Regions from separate parts of the Mus musculus genome. Here regions 1 and 2 are each linked to region 3. A link is a contact called in public HiChIP or PLAC-seq data. All regions are on one chromosome and are shown on one strand. The core of a region is the stretch at or near the end of the contact, and the rest is flanking DNA. Distances in the headings are between cores, read along the strand shown. Region 1 has its middle 15 kb from the start of Gm40523. Region 2 overlaps Itga11 (integrin alpha 11). Region 3 holds the start of Coro2b (coronin, actin binding protein, 2B).

Evidence for each region. HiChIP or PLAC-seq counts read pairs in DNA pulled down with a chosen protein or histone mark.
Region 1: a contact with region 3 is called in an H3K4me3 HiChIP or PLAC-seq map of stem cell-derived neural progenitor cells, with 22 read pairs. The contact joins the enhancer-like site here to the promoter of Coro2b in region 3. A contact is called at or near these places in 10 of 39 promoter capture datasets (the 3T3-L1 cell line, 3T3-L1-derived adipocytes, the HPC-7 cell line and 4 more), 8 of 484 Hi-C or Micro-C datasets (B cells, CD8 T cells, the G1E-ER4 cell line and 5 more), 10 of 115 datasets of contacts at active chromatin or transcription factors (bone marrow-derived dendritic cells, craniofacial prominence, double positive thymocytes and 4 more) and 4 of 9 other capture datasets (adipose tissue, embryonic stem cells, liver and 1 more).
Region 2: a contact with region 3 is called in an H3K4me3 HiChIP or PLAC-seq map of forebrain, with 3 times the contacts expected there. The contact joins the enhancer-like site here to the promoter of Coro2b in region 3. A contact is called at or near these places in 6 of 39 promoter capture datasets (the 3T3-L1 cell line, 3T3-L1-derived adipocytes, frontonasal cranial neural crest and 2 more), 1 of 15 datasets of contacts at CTCF or cohesin (the NIH/3T3 cell line), 2 of 484 Hi-C or Micro-C datasets (Th2 cells and cortical neurons) and 1 of 115 datasets of contacts at active chromatin or transcription factors (forebrain).

The regions. Positions count from the first base shown.
Region 1 is chr9:62,399,172-62,402,815 of GRCm38.p6, reverse strand. No RefSeq gene overlaps it. Among named protein-coding and RNA genes, the nearest start is that of Gm40523, 15 kb to the left of the region's middle. Within about 2 kb of position 2,100, at least 23 of the 459 cell types and tissues checked have an H3K27ac peak or open chromatin away from gene starts, as enhancers often do. A contact at or near this core is called in stem cell-derived neural progenitor cells, where this site is marked.
Region 2 is chr9:62,780,921-62,784,842 of GRCm38.p6, reverse strand. Itga11 (integrin alpha 11) reads right to left here. Exons shown (of 30, transcript NM_176922.5): 29 at 2,794-2,907; 30 at 864-2,215. The coding sequence ends at 2,144. Among named protein-coding and RNA genes, the nearest start is that of Fem1b, 29 kb to the left of the region's middle. Within about 2 kb of position 1,437, at least 87 of the 459 cell types and tissues checked have an H3K27ac peak or open chromatin away from gene starts, as enhancers often do. A contact at or near this core is called in cortical neurons and forebrain, where this site is marked.
Region 3 is chr9:62,534,789-62,538,366 of GRCm38.p6, reverse strand. Coro2b (coronin, actin binding protein, 2B) reads left to right here and starts at 1,323. Exons shown (of 12, transcript NM_175484.3): 1 at 1,323-1,714. The coding sequence starts at 1,700. Gm39352 (a long non-coding RNA gene) reads left to right here. Exons shown (of 4, transcript XR_870833.1): 3 at 1-86; 4 at 241-486.

The sequences.
Region 1 (3,644 bases), core at 851-3,350, 140 kb after region 3:
TTAACCTCCCTCGTAGCCCACCACCCATCAGAGGTAGTGGAAATGAAAGGATGTGGGGGAAGTGGACCTGTTTAGAAAGGTTCTTTGGAGCAGCTCCCATCTGTGTTGTCTGGAAATCAGCAGTTCAGTTCACAGGTTAGCAGGCAGCTCAGTCCACTCCCAAACACTTCACAGATGCACTAGCAGTCAGTTTGGAAGTTAGTATATCAAAGCAAATCAGCAGCAATGATACTACCTAACAGAGACAGCCAGGCCTCAGCTTCCGCATGCGTCAGCAGGAAGGACCCAGAGGAACACCAGGAGAAGTTCTCGACTGTGTCTCTCTCACGTGAGAGAGACCAAAAAGCATTGCACAGCTGGCTGTACTGGCAAGCCAAGCTCTGCTCAATCCAGTACTATATATATGCCCTCCAAACTTCCCGTGTCCTCCATGGTCTTCCCTTAGCTTGTGTCTTACCTCAGCCCATGAGTCTGTCTCAGCTGACATCACTCTGCCAATCAGCCCTTGGAAGCAGCAAGAAACTGCAGCGCACCACCAGAAGTTTTTGGGTGCATTTCTCTTTATGGAGTCCTGACAAATGCAGCTCAACTATGCAATGTAAGGAGGACCAGTAGATGTGTGTAGTTAGTAAAGAATCCTTCATCGTGTGCCCTTTCACGTGTGTGCTTTAGCAGAATATCCTCTCTCCATTGTCTGCTCCAGTAAAATGTTCCTTCACAAGTCTGCCTTAGCCTTTCATCTGTGTCCACTTCAGAAAAACACTTTCATGTGTTTGCCCCAGCAAAACACCATCCAACACAACTGACTCTCTAAAAAAAAAAAAACCTTAAGTTTCCACTCCAAGAATCATTTGGGAAGAGGGGATCTTAGAAAAACACCTTGGTAAGACTGGCCTGTAGGCAAGTCTGTGAGGCTTTTCTTCACTAATGATTGCTGTAGAACAGCCCAACCTGCTGTGGGTGGTCCTGGGTTGTATAAGAAAGCAGGCTGATCTGCTACATTGTGAATTTGAGACCAGCCTGGGTTACATGATATCTGCCTCCAAAAGAGATGAGAAGGAGGAAGAGGGGGAAGGAGCTAGGGAGGAGAGGAGTGGGGGGGGGGAAGATGGGCATGGCGGTGCATAGCCATAATCCTGGCACTTAGGAGAAAAGCAGGAGAATTTCTATGAGTTTGTGGTTAGCATTATCTACAGAATAAGCTTCATTTGGGGGTAATTTATGTGGGCAGCAGCAGAAAATGATCACAGGGAAGCAGACCCTGTGTTAAGATCTGTAAACACAGCCCTGAGCCCTGTACTGCAGGGCTGTTCTCTTGTGTTTCTGACAGGACTGGAGCGTTGGTGAGGAGCTCAGAGACTGAGAGAAAAGGAAGGAGAATCATTTTTCATGGGCATCAGAAGAGCCTCTTCCAGGACTCTAAATTCAAAGCTAGCATGGGATACACAGTGACAGCACGAGAGGGGAAGGGGAGAGGGAGAGGGAGGAAAAAGAGGGAAGAAGAGAAGAGGGGAGGGGAGGGGAGAAGAGGGGAGGGGAGGGGAGCGGAGCGGAGAAGAGGGGAGGGGAGGGGAGGGGAGGGGAGGGGAGGGGAGGGGAGGGGAGGGGAGGGGAGGGGAGGGGAGGGGAGGGGAGGAGAGGAGAGGAGAGGAGAGAGTGAGCTTGGGAACTATTGGAAAAGCCCCCGCCCAGCAGTTCTCCTAGCCCCAGCACCACATAATGCTACCATGAAAGTATAGTTTATAATCCCAAACCTCAGAAGACAGAATCAGGGGGATCAGGAGTTTAAAATCATCCTTAGCTACATAACAAGCTTGAGGCCAGACACAAGGCTCTGTCTCCAAAAGAGAAGAGAAGATCCTCTCTCAGGAGAAAGACCCACCCCACAGCCCCGTGTGCGAACCCAGGTGTGGGCAGGAAGTGGGAAGGACGTTCAGCTTTGGGGAAGGGTACTCCGAGAACAGAGTGCCCTGCGGGAGGGCCGTAAGGCTAGCGGCTCTAGATCCACAGAAGGACCCACCGGTGAAGGATTGAGAGCCTCAGCTTCCTGCAGTTCTCTGGGAGAGGATGAGTCACAGAAACATAAGTTTATTCAGTGATGTAATCGTAGCTGGCACCCCTACTGGGGTGGCTGGAGAACCAGGACCCCAAGCTGTTACCCTGGAGCACCCTGTGAAGTTTCCGAGGGAGGGGGAACTGTGTTGAGGAAGGGGAAGGAGCAAGAGATCCACTGTGCCTGACACAGCAGGATGGCAGCCCTTCCCCTGGTGGGCTGCACAAATTATTTCGCTCTTCTGAGGCTCCGTTTCCAGACTTAAAGAGAGAAGAAGAAAATATGATTTATATCCCAAAGGGCTGTTGGTCACTACGTCCCATGCACACAAGCAAACATGTGTCCTATACTCTGTCTGGTTCCAGGAGCCTCATTTCTCCCCATCCCACCCCACCTCTCCTCATTTATTTATTTATTTATTTATTTATTTATTTATTTATTTATTTATTTATTTATTTATTTATTTTGTTGAGACAGTCTTAAGGTATCCAAAGATGGCCCAAGGTCATTATGTAGTGGAAGATAACCTTGAACTTCGGATTCTCCTGCTTCTGTCTCCTCGGTGCTGGGATCACATGTATGTCCCACCATGTCCCGTTACTACAGTGCAGGGGATGGGATCCAGGGCTTCCTACATGCTGAAGTCTAGCAGTTAGTAGACAAACCTCACCCAGTTGTGTTCTGACCCTATGTCCCTTCTTGGACGTCATCCTACCAGCCAGGCAGAGATCTTGAGGGCCTGTAATTGCCTGCACTTGCAAGTCAGTGCCAGCCAAGGAGGAGAGTTACAAAGAACACAAAAGAAGTGACCTTGGAGGAAGGATGCCTCTCCAGCTTCTTGCTGACACAGAGCACAGCTTTGTGTACAGAAATGTGGATGCCACAGAAGCTGGGCCACAGCAGTACGGAAGCAGCAGCTTGCAAGACGGGAGAAGTCTCAGGGATGCTATCACCAATCAATTTTGCTACTGGTTTTCTTTTTTTAATGCTCATACAAGAGGGGTGTGTAATAAAAAAAAAAAACGCATCCTATGTGAATCAGTTACGAAGAACATTTCAATCACAACAAGACTGACAGAAAGGTCTAAGGGATGAAAATGTACCAAGAGACTGGGAGACTGGGAGATGGTGCAGTTGGCCAAGTTCTTGCTGAGTGGGCATGAGAACTTGAGTTACGTTCCAAGAACACCCCCCCCCAAAAAAAGGCATGGGGACATGCGCTTGTAATCCCAGCACAAAGGAGGCAAAGGCAGAAAGCTAGTCTGATCTGCAAACTGCAGGACAAAGTTTCACTTTGTCTCAATAACCAAGTGAGGCTGGAGAGATAACTCAGAGGCAAACACTTCAGGCAGCTGAGCAACTGCCTGAATCTCCAGCTCCAGGGATCCAACATCCCCTTCTGACTTCCAAGGGAGATCCACCTGCCCTTGCTTGCACATAGCCATACCCATAAACATAGTTTAAAAAGTAAAATAAAGGCCGGGCGTGGTGACGCATGCCTTTAATCCCAGCACTTGGGAGGCAGAGAGAGGTAGGTGAATTTCTGAGTTTGAGGCCAGCCTGGTCTACAGAGTGAGTTCTAGGACAGCCA
Region 2 (3,922 bases), core at 188-2,687, 250 kb before region 3:
CATTGTGGGCAGAGGACATGGCAGGAAAGGAGTCCAGAGGTTATACCTAGTGCAGTTTAGCATCAGAAGCACAAGTGTCAGGTTCCAAAAATATGCCAACCCGTGGACATCAGGCTTTTTGAAGCAGTGCTCCTGTGAGAGTTGACAGTGTTGGAGACAAGACTTGTTGAGTCAAGTCTTTTGAGTGTGGTTTGTTTGTTCTCTTCACCAGTGACCACATAGGGTGACCACTGATTTTCTGTTAGAGGGAAGTGGGCTTCTGAGCTCAGGGCTTAGCTTCACTTGGTTTACCTTTGACCTTCAATTTAGCCCTTCTGAAGCTGGGGAGATGAAATTCCTGGTTTGAGTCTTGATTTTGCTGTGGAAAATGATTGCACTGCCCTCTTCTGGCCACCTTGTGCACCTACGTGCACATGCCTACATGCATGCTCACACACACACACACACACACACACACACACACACACACACACACACAGACAAGTTAAAAAAAAAAAAAACCCAAATACTTTCTAAATTATTTGTTAGGCTGTGAAAAAGTGAATTACCAGTAGGAGCATAGAATGGAGATGCTTTGTTTCGAGAATGGCCTAAGTCAGTGTGTGGGTCAGCACTGAAGGCCCAGCCTGGAGGGTCGGGGAACCTGAGTGGGGGCAGCCCCTGGCCAAAGATGGGGTGGGTGGCAATGGTGGGGTGAGCAGTGCCCACTACCTAGATGCAGAGATGTCACCGCAAGAGAGGCCAGGTAGACCTTGGGAGAGGACTGGCTGTATAATGGACAAGACTGTCCCCGCGACATTTAGATCCGAGCAGACACCCTCCTCCCTTTCTTCTTTAAAACAGAATGCAGCCTTGCTCTGTCACAGAGTGGAATGTCTGTTGTTGGTTGTTTTTAAATACCGTTTAGAACATTTTCTTAAATATATTTCTGACAGTAAAGGTCGTACCGCATAGGGGAACAGATGACATTGTTCAGATGAAACAGATGACAGGGGACACTGATGTGTCCATTTCCATCTCAACAAAAGGTTAAGGCATAAATTACTCTGCTGGGCATCCGGCATGCCCCTTGTCCTTGGGGCTTATCCCAGAGCTGGCCGGCGAGATGCCTATCTGCCTCTGAGGTTTAAGGTTCCCAGGGGCCTTGCATGGGCTTTGTTCAGTGCATGCCTAGAAGGCCCCCCACAGCGCCCCCTACAGGAGCCCTTCTCCCACACGCTGATGGTTGGGAGGTGCGTGCGTGTGTGTGTGTGTGTGTGTGTGTGTGTGTGTGTGTGTGTGTGTGTGTGTAGGTGCTGATGTAAGAAACAGAGGCTCCCTATCACAGTGCATCTACCAGGGACAAGCTGCAGTTGTCAGACAAGAGGGTACGGAGAGCCACGGATTTTTATCATCCTCCTCAGGCTCCCTAGCACGAGTTGCCTAGCAACCAAAGCGGCTGAGAGGAGCTGCGGGGGAGGCTGGAGAGCAGGATTGAGTGGGTGGTGGTTACTGCTGGAGAGCCCTGCTGCTTTCTGATGTTTGGAAGGTACCCAGCATCCTGATTCCCTCCAGTTCATTTGGCACAGTCCCTGGATGTGTTTCCATCACTGGCCTGCAGCTGGCATATCAAGCCACACAACTCTGGGTCACTCATAGAGATCTTTGGGGTCTATCTGTGGAGAAGGGATGGCTGTGGTTTGGGAACCAAGAGCAAGGGTAAGGGGTGCGGCGGAGGTTATGCTCCCGGGCCATGGAGTCCTGAAGCTATAGGTCCAGATAGGGCGTGCACAGTGGGCTCGTATTTGCTAGCTTCCCCTTGAGTTTCTTCAGAGGTGGGCAAGACAACAAAACCCTAGCACCTTAGTGTTTGGGGCAGCAGATTCCCTCCACAGAGCCTTGGGGGAAGGCCACCGGTGGGTCTTGGAGGGTCCCTTTTAGTCCTTAGGGATCTGTACTGGAGGTCTTGGCCTCTAGTAGAGAAGTCACTCCGAACACGGGCTGGAGGTCCATCCCACAGCGATCAGTTGCCATTGCTCCAGAGATGAACTCAATGTAAAGTCCATGGGTGTCCTCTTTGCTCCAGCTCTGAGGCCATAGCCCGGGCCTGCACACCCCCGGACTGGTGTCGGGCCCCCAACAACTTGAAGCTTCCTCTGGATCCTCACTTGAGCTCTTTGGGGATGGGGCCTAGGCCAGGTTCCCTCTTGCGCTTGGCACTTTTAAAAAAACCGAGCTGTGGGGAGGCAAAGTGGAATATGTGAGGGGTGGACAGGCTGGGCGACATTGGTGTCATCTGTTGTTCCTCTGTTAGCCCCTCAGATTTTCTCCCTAAGAGGGCTTCCCTAAATACCCCCAGCTCACCCTCAGTACCTTTACTCCCTTATTCAGTATGTGAACTGAAGTCCTGGGCCAGGGGACAAGAAGTCAAGCTGGATCACCCAGCCCTAGTTAATATCCCAATTTGGGCCTCCCTCACTTTATCTGTAGCAGGTGGAGATTGAGCCCCGAGTTCTTAAACAGAGGGTCAGAGCTGAAGGAGATTTTGTGCAGTTTTATTGCTTAGACCTTTTTTTTAAAAAAAAAAAAATCTGGTAGGAGGAACCCTACAGGCTTGGAACCATAGTTTGGCCTTTGCAGGCATGACTAGTCTTGCCTGCTGTGGAAGGCATTTGGTGTCATGGCAACAGGCAAGCACTTGAAGGAGTCTGCAGTGCCAGATCTCAGGGACAGGAGAATGGAACATAAGCACAGGCCTAGAACTTTGAGGTCAGACAGGGATACTGTTCCTGTCCCTACCTACGGGAGCCTCACCTTCCACAGTGCCAGGACCAGCAGGGCCAGCAGCAAGAGGCCCCCCAGAGTGCTGCCCACGATGATCCAGATGGGGACCTGCCAGTCTTCTTGCTTGGAGATCTCAAATGTGACCTGCAAGTAGAGGGGGCCAGGGCAATATTGTCACAACTGCCCAGGGCAGAGGGTGGCACATCTGCAGTGTAGAGCTGCACCTGTCCCTTTGGGAGATGTGAGGAGGGACAGGTCTCACAACAGCTAGTTCTGCCCAGCTGACCTCTAACTGCGTGAACGGGAGGAGGGTAATGGGCTCCATGAGCCGTGCTCTCTTCGGCATTAGCTGTCTGCTCCCCCTGATTCTCCATGACTGCCACTCTTTGACAGCCCTCCTGGCTGGTCCTTATTTCTACCAATGTCCTCGTGTTGGTCTGTGCAGGTGTGGTTTCTGAGCCCCAGGGTCACTTGGGGAACTTAGGGTTGTGCCCAGGAGCCCTGGGAAGCCGTTGCAATTGTAATTTTCCTTCCTTTCCTTTTTATGGGAGTGGGGGTTAGGGTCAACTGACCTTATACTTGCTATGTAGCCGATGATGACCATGAACTACCTTTTAAAATATAAATATATTTACTTATTTAATTTTTAAGATTAAAATTGCATTGCCCCCTCCTTCCTCTACTCCCTTCTCTGACCCCACCTTGCTCTCTTTTGATGTAACGAACTCCCTTTCTTTACATGTTATTGTTGAACTGGTATTTTTGGTTGGTTGGTTGTTTTTTTTTTTTTTTGGTTTTTCAAGACAAGGTTTCTCTATGTAGCCCTGGCTGTCCTGGAACTCACTCTGTAGACCAGGCTGGCCTCGAACTCAGAAATCCGCCTGCCTCTGTCTCCCGAGTGCTGGGATGAAAGGCGTGCGCCACCACGCCCGGCTGTTGAACTGTTTTTTAAACATTAGTTTGTTTGTTTTTTAAAGATATATTTATGAATGTTTACACTGTCTTCAGACACACCAGAAGAGAGCATCAAGTCCCACTGCAGAAGGTTGTGAGCCACCATGTGGTTGCTGGGAATTGAGCTCAGAACCTTTGGAAGAGCAGTCAGTGCTCTTAACCGCTGAGCCATCTCTCCAGCTCCCTAAACATTAGTTTTTATTGC
Region 3 (3,578 bases), core at 74-2,573:
CAGGGGCCAGCTAGCTCCCTGCTGTACTGTCCCATGTGGAGACAACCCAGAGACTCTGAACTAAGTGTACAGTGGTTGGATGTCAGGTAAGGATGGGGTTCAGAGAATGAAGCCGGCATTTCTGGGGCGGGTGGGGGGGGGGTGAGGCAGTAAAGACTTGAGGCCTGGCATGACTACACCTAGGAGGGGTCTGGCGCAGAGCCAATGCCTGAGGCCTGAAGCTACATCTGCTCTCCCTAGAGACCTAGTAAAGTTGCTGCAAGGCCCCTGGAGACGGACAGGTGTTTATACCCTTCCCAAGATGCAGAAGAAGTTCAAAGATGGCAGCAGCTGTGGAGGAACTCTGTAACTCACAGACACAAGTCCTGGCTCTGTCACTGTGTCAGACCAGGTACGTCCCCCCACGAAATCTGCTCATTCTTAGGGATGCCCCCCCAAAAAACCCAAAACACCAACAAAAACTAAGATAAAACAAAACAAAAAAAACTGTAAATAAAAATATCGGGATCTATGCCAAAGCACTTTATAGTAGTTGTCACTGTGTGTAGTACTGTTCTAGAAATACAGCTGCGGAATGGAGCAGGCATCCTACCTCCCTGTTCCTGCACCTTCCTCCGGGGCAGGTGCTCACACTGGACTGCAGTGAAGAAACTCTGAGAGCAGGTGGCACACTTCAGAACCCCCGGGGGGGGGGGGGAGAGAGAGAGAGAGAGAGAGAGAGAGAGAGAGAGATGCTCCAAATACCTCATTCCCTCCTCCCTTCTCTGTGGTTGCAGCGGCTCCTTATCTGTCCAAACCGGTTTTGCCCAGGTACTCGCATGGCCATATTCAGGCAATTGTACTTGAAATTCCTGCAGCTGCTACAGGGTGTAGGTAACCTGGCTGGGATTTGCCTAGAGCAACTGTACCTGTCATCTCCCCAGTGATGTGAACACTCTTGAGGAGGGTCGGTCCTGCCTCTCTTACAGAGAGCTCCCCCTGTGTCCCTATAACTATAGAACGCAGGATCTGCAAAGGAAACCTCTAAGAAGCTTGCCACCAAGCAGAGAGCCTCTGGGCGAGTCTGGCGAGCCAACTGGGCCCAATGCCCCTCTGTCTAAGTACTTTACACTCAAGTCCTGCCACTTCCTATGTAACATGGACCACATTGGCCTTAGGCGAGCTCATCACTGAGATGCGAAGGAGTGCTTCCACGAGCCCTCCTGGCCACCCTGAACTCGTGTGGCAGCTGCGGGACCCGTAGCGGGTGGACTTTGGGAACCTCCAGGGGGCGACCAGCCCTGGGAAGGCATCTCCGGCCGCGCGCCGCGCCCGTCCAGCTTGTGACTTCACCGGGCGCCCGGAGCCAACGCGGCACCGAAGGCCGGGTCCCCGCCCACGGCCCCGGCCGCAGGTGCCAGGAGCCCGAGGGGGCAGCGCCTGGACGCGCGGGGCTGGGGACCGTCAGGCGCCCGGACTGCACTCCCGCCTCTGCCTCCGCCTCCTCTTTGTAGCGAGTCCCCGGTCGGTCCTCCCCGCCCCCCGCGCGGCCCGCCGCCCGCCTTTCTTCCTGCCTCGCCTTCCTGCGGCGCGGCGGCCTCATCTATTATAGATGCTCGGCCGCGGCTGACATCAGCCAGCGGCCTCCCGAGCGCGCGGTCCCCAGCCCGGCCCAGCCGCCTGCCGCCGCCCGCGCCCAGCCCCACCGCCCGCTTTCTGTATGACTGTCACAAAGGTAAGCAGCGCAGATCGTCGCCACGCTGGGGACCCGCGGGTGCTACAACCCCCCGGGCAGGGACTTGAGGGGCTTAGGAAGGGATCGCGCGCGCGCGCGCGCTCCAGCTCCCAGGAGTCGCTCGGCCCCCAGGGGACTACGGGATGCCGGGAGGGGATGCTCCTTTGCAGCTATCCTGGACGGTGTGGACCACATCACTGTGCGCCCCGGGACTGCATTTTTAACTCTTGTGGAAGGTGCTGCAATTTTAACCCCTGGAAAGCTGCTTCGGGCTGGCTGGCGCTCTGGGTGTCTGTCCCTCAGTGTCACGCGCCGTAAGGACTGAGGGATCCATGCTGATGATGCAGGGATGGGCTGGCCATGCTAGTCAGACACACAAGGGAGCTGAACCCCACCTGCCTGTCTTTGCCATTTACCCCAGAAGCCTGGGCCTGACTCCAAAGCTACCCTGTAGAGGCGCTGCCGGATCCCTGAGTGGCTGCCAGAGACAGGGAAGGTTCTACTGCATGGGGTGGGATGGGCAGGGAGTGTGACAGAGAGGAGCAGGTAGGCATCCTGGCAGACCCCAGTTTGGAAGAGGTTCTTGGACTTGTCACAGGAGCCCGGGTTTGTTGAAGAACTTTTTTGGGGACGTCTTCCCTGCCAATGGAAGAATGGAGTTAAGAGGAGAGACCGTTGGGGCAGTGGGATAAGCCCTGGGCCAAGGCAGATTTGAGTCTCTCTACGGAGAAGGGCTAGGCCTAGTTTGGGCTTAGGTTTCCTTTTCTGCAATGGGATAAGATGAGCCTTGGTAGTGGTGGGACAAACAAGTGAAGAGTATGAACTGTACTCTTCCCAGGTTCTGTTGGAGTGCTGACCTCACACCCTGGCATCGGCCTTAGCCGTGGATTTGGCCGTCTATACACCTTAGGCCAGACTCCATCTTTCCCAGATGCTCAGCTGGCTCTCACAGCTGAGGAGGTAGAAGCCAAGCAGGCCAGGCAGCCTGCTGTGGTCAAAGCCTTACAGAAAGGCTGGGCGGTCCATTCTAGACCCTTCTAATAAGCTCCTTACCCCAGCGACTTGCTCAGCCCGGCTCGGACTTCACTTCAGACCTTGTCATTGCCCTCAGTTCTGGGACTTGGGAGCTGTATGAGAATGATAACCTGAGGGCTCGGGGCGGATGTGCCTGGCCTTAACTTTGTCAAGCTAGCTATATCAAGCGGCAGGGTGCTTAGTGCTCTTAAATGAGCATAAATGCAGCTGGGCAGAGATGTGTTGTTATGGAGATTGTAAATGCCAAAGCTTCAGGCAGGTGGGGGCTGAGGAGCAATTCATGGGCCGGGTGGGAGCATAAGTGTTAAGGCTGAAGATGACCTTGCAAGGACTGACCCTGCAACCTCTCCTGTCTATGCACACGGATTCAGACAACTTTTCTCCCTTGAAGGTAAAACTGTTTAACTGAGGAAAAAGCTGAGATTCGGAGAGGTGAGGTGACTTGCCTAAGGTCACATAGCTAATATAAGTATGGCAGGATTCGGGTTTACCCTCAAGTCTGTCTCAGTCTCCTGCTGAGCCATCAGTCTGTATGACTGGGTGTGGGGCTTCCACAGCAGAGGGACACTGTCTGGGGGCCTAGGATGGTGAGATGGTGGAAGTGGGGCCCACGTAGCCCACTGTCAGACCTTCCCTTAGGTACGCGAGGATTATTTTCTAACACTCTGACACCTCCCTGCCCAGCCCCCAACGAACCCTTCCGTGTGTCTCTTGTCTCCTGCCGAAACCAAGGTGGCTTTGGCTTAAGCCAGATCAGAGGATTAAATAAAATCCCCACTTTAACCCTGTTTTCTCTCTACGCCAGGCCTGTATGGCACAACCCCAGTCC